Linked DNA regions of Zea mays: region 1 is linked to region 2. Evidence: chromatin contacts called from public Hi-C data. All regions are on one chromosome and are shown on one strand. Each heading gives the region's core, a stretch centred on a gene start, on an enhancer-like site or on the middle of the called end of the contact. The rest is flanking DNA. Distances are from core to core; before and after follow the strand shown.

Evidence for each region. Hi-C and Micro-C count contacts between places; a contact is called where the count stands out from the background.
Region 1: a contact with region 2 is called in a Hi-C map of tassel, with 2.7 times the contacts expected there. The contact joins the promoter of LOC100382543 here to the promoter of LOC103641749 in region 2. A contact is called at or near these places in 3 of 25 Hi-C or Micro-C datasets (ear, leaf and tassel) and 1 of 3 datasets of contacts at active chromatin or transcription factors (leaf).

Annotation. Positions count from the first base shown.
Region 1 is chr10:127,301,033-127,304,384 of Zm-B73-REFERENCE-NAM-5.0, reverse strand. LOC100382543 reads left to right here and starts at 1,570. Exons shown (of 9, transcript NM_001175277.1): 1 at 1,570-1,991; 2 at 2,856-3,149; 3 at 3,305-3,352. The coding sequence starts at 1,892.
Region 2 is chr10:127,088,508-127,091,505 of Zm-B73-REFERENCE-NAM-5.0, reverse strand. It overlaps LOC103641749 (hapless 8), which reads left to right and starts at 1,552. Exons shown (of 4, transcript XM_008665080.3): 1 at 1,552-1,862; 2 at 2,724-2,998. The coding sequence starts at 2,915.

The sequences.
Region 1 (3,352 bases), core at 321-2,820, 210 kb before region 2:
CAAAAACAGAAAAAGGACACCGACCGGCACGATCAGGTAGATACTGACTCACTTCGTCCGTAAAAGGAAGACATAATAACTAGTATATGTTGTCCATGTCGGTCTCGCGCACCACCACCGGAATCCGGAACAGCGGAAGCTAATGATTTCGTTAGCGCGTTCCATTCCCGTGAGGCCGTGACGACCTGACTCGCTCGAGGACTGCGTGCACAAACATCTATGCTGCTGTGCCCAGCTGTACTACCGTGACATTTTGTGCAATGGTCTGAACTCGCTCGAGGACTCCTCCATCCATAATACGTAGGTCATAGTTCACTTCCACGCAGGCATAGCGCTCTATTGATACTCCCGCTGATTTCTTATTAGTTGTCGTTTAGAACAGTCTCTAAAATATAAATTTGATTGATGATTTTTAATATAAATAAACTCTTAATGTATTTATATTTTTTATAAAAGTACTTGTTAAGACAAAACCTTGCATTTACACATTAGGTTTCAAAACTAAATAATAAAATAGTTATTTATAGTCAAAAAAATTATAACTTTGACTCAAATATTGTCTAAAACGATAACTAATAGTATACCGAAGAGAATATGTTTGTCACAATTGTTTTTTTATCTAGACAGGTTTTCTAAGAATCTAGATTAATCTAACTGTTATGAGAATCTGGATATCACGGGTCTTACCTACGGAGAAAAATAAAAGGGCATATATGATTTAGGATTTAAGAAGCGACAGATTCTATGTTCACATTGATTTAGATAATTTTCACATAAACGCAGTGAGAAATGAAATACGTTTAGTAGATAGAAGCTGATTTTGATGGCCATAGGCCGAAGCAAACATGCCCCATGTGTACCGAGTATGGTTGAAGAAACGAAGGGAACGGAATAGCGTCCCCACCAGTAGCATCATCTTTCTCACAAAAATACAAGACCCATGTACTGCGTCCTTTCTCAGCCTTTTATTATCGGAGTGTAATATGTTTAGTTACGGACTGTTTGGGAGTGAAATATTTTTACAGTTTCTAGACAATACTATGATTTTTAGTAATACCACAATATTTTATATCATAGGGTGTTTGGTTGCAATACTAAAAACTATGTTTTTAAAACTATGGTATTCTAGATACCATAGTGTTTTTGGAGTATTGAAACTCTGCTTCCACCTAAAGTTTTTATGACATGGCTAGCTTTTGCTTAATAGTATGGTTTACAATATTGTATCCATATAATGTTACTTAAAACCATGGTATTTTTGAAGCTGCCAAAACTACGATATTAACATGACAATTGTAAAGTATAATATTGTAAAACCAGAAACACGGTAGAATGCTACAGTGAGCAAGCCACATAAACAACTTAACGCTTTGCGTCATGTCTCTTATGGCCAGCATATAGCACTTTTAAACATACTGGGATCGTGGTAGGAAGAAATGACATGGCAGTAGTACCCCCAAGCCCTAATAACGAGCAAACAGTCGTGGCGGCATCAATGGAGGCAGCTGTGTCATTATTTGACCACCACTACTCCCTAGTCCCCACGAGTACCCCACCCACCACCTTCCTCTGCTGTATGTTCAGTGCCTGCCTGGTTTCTGGTTTCTCCCCTTCCCTCCTCGACCTCTCTTCCAGCTTCCAACGCAGCTCATCACCAGACACCACTACTTCCCCAGTTCCCCTCACCGTCCCTGCGCTCCATCGTCTTTGGTGTCCATAGCTTTAAATACGACCACGAAGCCGGTGCGGCGACTCGGCGATCTCTCCATCACTGCTGCGGTGCTGCCTAGCTACCTTCTCGGCCTCGGGTGGGGGCGGCATTGTCGGTCCAGACTCCAGAGCGCGCTGCTTCCGGAGCTGGCCGCTTGCGCTGAGCCCTCTGCCGGAGGCAATGAGGAGCGGCCGTGCCTGCTCCGCTCTCGCGTCGCTCCTGCTGCTGTGGCTGGGCGTCGCCGCCGCGCAGAAGGCCTCGTCCTGGAAGACATTGAGCGGTGAAGCCTCTATGCTCCTCTTCTCTCTTTACATTTTTTTTGGAATATACGCATACGCATATGAAAATATGATGTCGTTCTTATCTCCAAAATAGACCATTGCAGCTAGGAAACCAGCAGCAAGTCCATACAAATGTGCAACCATAATGGTGGATAGAGCTAATTAGTAACAATGCCCCGTTCGTTCTGTCTATCGTGCACTCTAGCATTGCCGGAATTCCAGCATTCAGCTGCGGATTTCGGATTTTAGGTCAGGGGATGGTTTGGGCCGACCAAGATGTTTTTCGCCTTCTTTTCTGGTCGATTAGCGGCCGTTTCAGCTGATGTTCATGCCGTTATTACTTGGGACCTGCTGGTGGTTTTTCCAGATGAAGAAATGACACATGATCCTGTAGCCTGTACACCTTTATAGATTTTGTATCACTTCTCCTATACTTCAGGTGCCTGGATTTTAAGACGATTTCAAGCAACACAAATTACGCCATATCAAATTTTTTATTTATTCATTTTGTGATTTTTTATTTATTTTCTATTATGACATACCAATTTTTTGTCCTTGTCTGACTATAGAAACAATTGTAGATTCTTAATTGTTTTTGTGTCAACATAAATCAAAATTTATCGGATTTGTGTTTTTGTTCAACGGGAATTTTATTCTCGGGACTGAATTTGCAAATTGTGCGTACAAAAATTGCAACAAACTAAAACTATAGTTTTAATATAAAGTATATGCAATAACCAACGTCTCAAAGAAAACTAAAATTCAGGCACCTGAATTTTAGCAAGTCTCATTCTACTTCTTGGATGGATTCCAGGCAATCCTCTAGGCTAAAAAAGAATATGCCCATTATATCTTTTTTTCAGGCAAGGCTCCAGCAATCGTAGCCAAGGGTGGATTCTCCGGGTTATTCCCTGATTCAAGCGAATACGCTTATCAATTTGCGCTGCTCGCTAGCTCGCCGGATACGATACTGTACTGCGATGTGCGGCTGACCAAGGATGAGATTGGCATTTGCCTGCCGGACATCAAGATGGATAACTGCACGAACATTCCAGATTTCTATGCGCAGGGTCAGAAGAGCTACCTCGTCAATGGCGTGCCTACTTCGGGATGGTTCTCGGTGGACTACAATGGCACTGAGCTTGAACAAGTGACTCGTATGTGCTATCATATTGTTCTAAAAATTTTCTCGAAAATGCAGGAGAGTTGCACTTCATTTCATTAAGAAGATAGAGAAAAGTAGAAATGAGGGATATGGACCCCTCCTGGTTGGTTTTTTTGTCTAACTCCTGGCATTTTATATGTTGAGCAGTCAAGCAATCAATCAATTCTCGGACACCCAGATTTGATTCAAGTTTCT
Region 2 (2,998 bases), core at 303-2,802:
ATATGGGTCTGATCCTTAGGGACTGTCTAGAAAAGTACAAGTTGCAAATCCTACATGGAGTGCATAAGGTTTTGTCCTTTAGTGAGGAATAGCTTGATGTCATATTGTTGTGGGTATTATGGACATATTAGCGGGTCTCTTCCATCTAAGTGTCTCTGTACCTCAATGTCTATACAAAGAGTTATGTCCATTATAAAACCATAAACATGAGGAGTGATTACACAATTATAAATAGCAACCACTTTAGTGTATTAAAAGTAAAAGAGAAGTTTTGGTTCGAGTTTATTTTTTGCTACATAATTTTAAAACTATGGGTCCTTAGCATTGAACTATCAACTTGTGATTTCTAAGGCCATCTTGTATTTTTTTCGATGGCAAAAACTAGGTCCTAGCGTTGCATTATATTTCTATATTAAAACTAGAAGATGTGTTATATTTTATATAAAACTTTGGCATTAGTTTAGTATTTTTTAGTTTAATGAAATAGTTATTAAATTTTAAGGAGTGAAACATTTTTTCATTACTTCTAAAATGTGTAAAATCCCGTTAAAGCCAGATAGATGGCAAATTTATGCAGTATCAATAGTTCCGTTGTAAGGATCTTGACCCTTAATTTCGTAGTAAAAAAACAAAATCGAATAGTGGTGGTTGGTTTAAAATAGAATTTTCGAAATGGCCAAATATACCCTCGCGAAGAGCGATTGTTGCGTGGAAAATATAGACAAGGCCATCGATGACAACAGAGAGAAGGTAAGAGAGAGAAAGAGCACTCAATACGATCGAAATATAAATAAATATAGTTAATGTAGAATACGACAAAAAACCCACATATTTTCTTGCGTCAGCGCTCCCCTTTCTCTCTCTATGAGTCTGAGCCTCCTCTTTTTCCTCGCTTCAAAAGCAAATACACCTCTTGAACGGCTGCAGCTAACAGTATTCGTTCCGTTCTAAAATAAATACACTTTTAAAGTTTCAATAAAGAATTATAAAAAACCATTCACTTTAGAAATAAGAAATATAAAAAACTAGCTAGATCGTCTTATATCTAGAAATATACTTGCTTTAAAATAAATTATAAATATTTCAGAATAAATTGGAAACACAAGGCGTGACCGAGTGAGTACAGCCAGCTAGCCAGCCCCGCCTTTGGCTTGGCTTGGTGGAGAACCAGATGCCTTTTATGTGTGAGTGGTTGGCGTTTCCTTCTCTCTTCTAATCTTTTTTTTTTCTGCAGCAATTTCGGAGTACTCTCTGTCTCAATATTTTTTATAACGTTTAGACACATAGTTCATCCTTTTTAAAATTGTTATATAAATATTAATTATTTATTATTAGATATATTTTAATAACGATTTATTTACTTTATTATTTATAGAAAACCGATTAAGAGTCTGTTTGTTTGTTTGTGTAGGATTATAATATGATATGATCAGATTATATAATCTAATTTATTTAAAACTTGGATAGATTATAGTCTTAAATAAATAGGCCCTAAAATAAATGATCAAATATAATATAATGCGTCGTCTAATGCGTTATCTATCTTGCCACCGAGCGAGTAGAGTATTCGGCTATTCGCACACAGACAGCGTGGTGCCGAGAGAGAGAAAGTGGTGGTGGAATACATAGCAAGCCAAAAAAAAAACATTTCTTCCCTTTTTCCTTGCCTCGCTTCCCCTCCCCCGTCTCCTGTTCTCTTCTCCCTTCTCCGTCTGCTTCAGCCCCCAGAAATCGAAGCCACCACCACCATAGAGCTCCGAGCCCCTCGCCCTCCTCCCCGCCTGTTCGCTGCGTGGATCTACAGGCAGGATGCTCACTCCCGCGCGCGCGGGCGCCGCTCGGTGAGCGGCTGTGAAGAAAAGGTAAGAGAACTGCCGGAGTTCTCCGAGTTAGTACGTGCGGTGACTTCGTAGGCGGTTCTCGATTTGCTTGACTTGAATCCGCTCTGTTGGATTTTTCCCTGCTCTTGCGCGTCGCTTCCCCTTACGAGACTCATCGCTGGAACTGGAAGATTGGCGTCTGCGGAATGGATCTCTTCAGGCGGAGTTGGGATTTCTCGCGTGCTTCTCTCACTGCTTGTGACTGAGCGCTAGATCTCCGCTGCTTTTCGTGCTTGCTTGTGTTGTTCTTGGCTACCGGCAAAGTTTCCCGATCCCTGCATCTGCCTTTTCCAGATTTGGTACGGATTAGGCCCCCGTTCTCGAACTCCTTCCTGTACGTCCTCCCATGCCTCGTCGTCCATATCCAAGCCACATAAATCCCCGATTAGGCCAGTGATGAAGCAACAGAAAATCCTTACTTTTTATTGGTTTCTCGCCATATCTCTAGTTAATAAGCTCCCTTTACTCTTTTCTTCTTTTGCTATTTATTTCCCCATCAAGAAAGCACTACCATACAAGCTACCCTCCAGTGCTTGGCAACTGTTCATGTCTTCTTCCTGCTGTTCCCTTTCTGCGAATCCTTTGCAAGAGTTGCATGATCCGTGTAGACTTCCCCTTAATCTGCTCCAAGACTAGCCCGTTCACCACCTTGCCCCGGGATGATATTTTATGTGCTTTTGTGCTACTTCGAGGGCAGCTCCCTCCGCTCTTGTCCTCTCCTCTCTGCATCTATCTCTCTCTTGCTGCATCGATCAGCATAAAATCATGCCATTATATTCCCAAAGAACAGCTGGTTTGGTTGTGTGGACATGAAATAATATGTACCTTGGTTTCTTTCTGCAGGTGCCTGATGAGAATTGAGATAGTGGGCGGCCAAGGAAGCGAAGTTTCTCGCACTCCACCTGTTGAATTTACCAACTTGGTATGCTGGAGTGTAAGGATAAGAGCAGACCCAATTGCTTCACAGCTCTTGGGTTCTTAGTGCCGACTGTAGCAGCAGCAGATCTGGGGCGAGCAGCGAAGGCGTTCATCAGATGTTATCCAGTGAGCAGCCTTCAGGCCCCTCATGTTCCTTCAAGTCTACTGGCCCGGGTGTGAGCACTGATCCGGCAACCTCC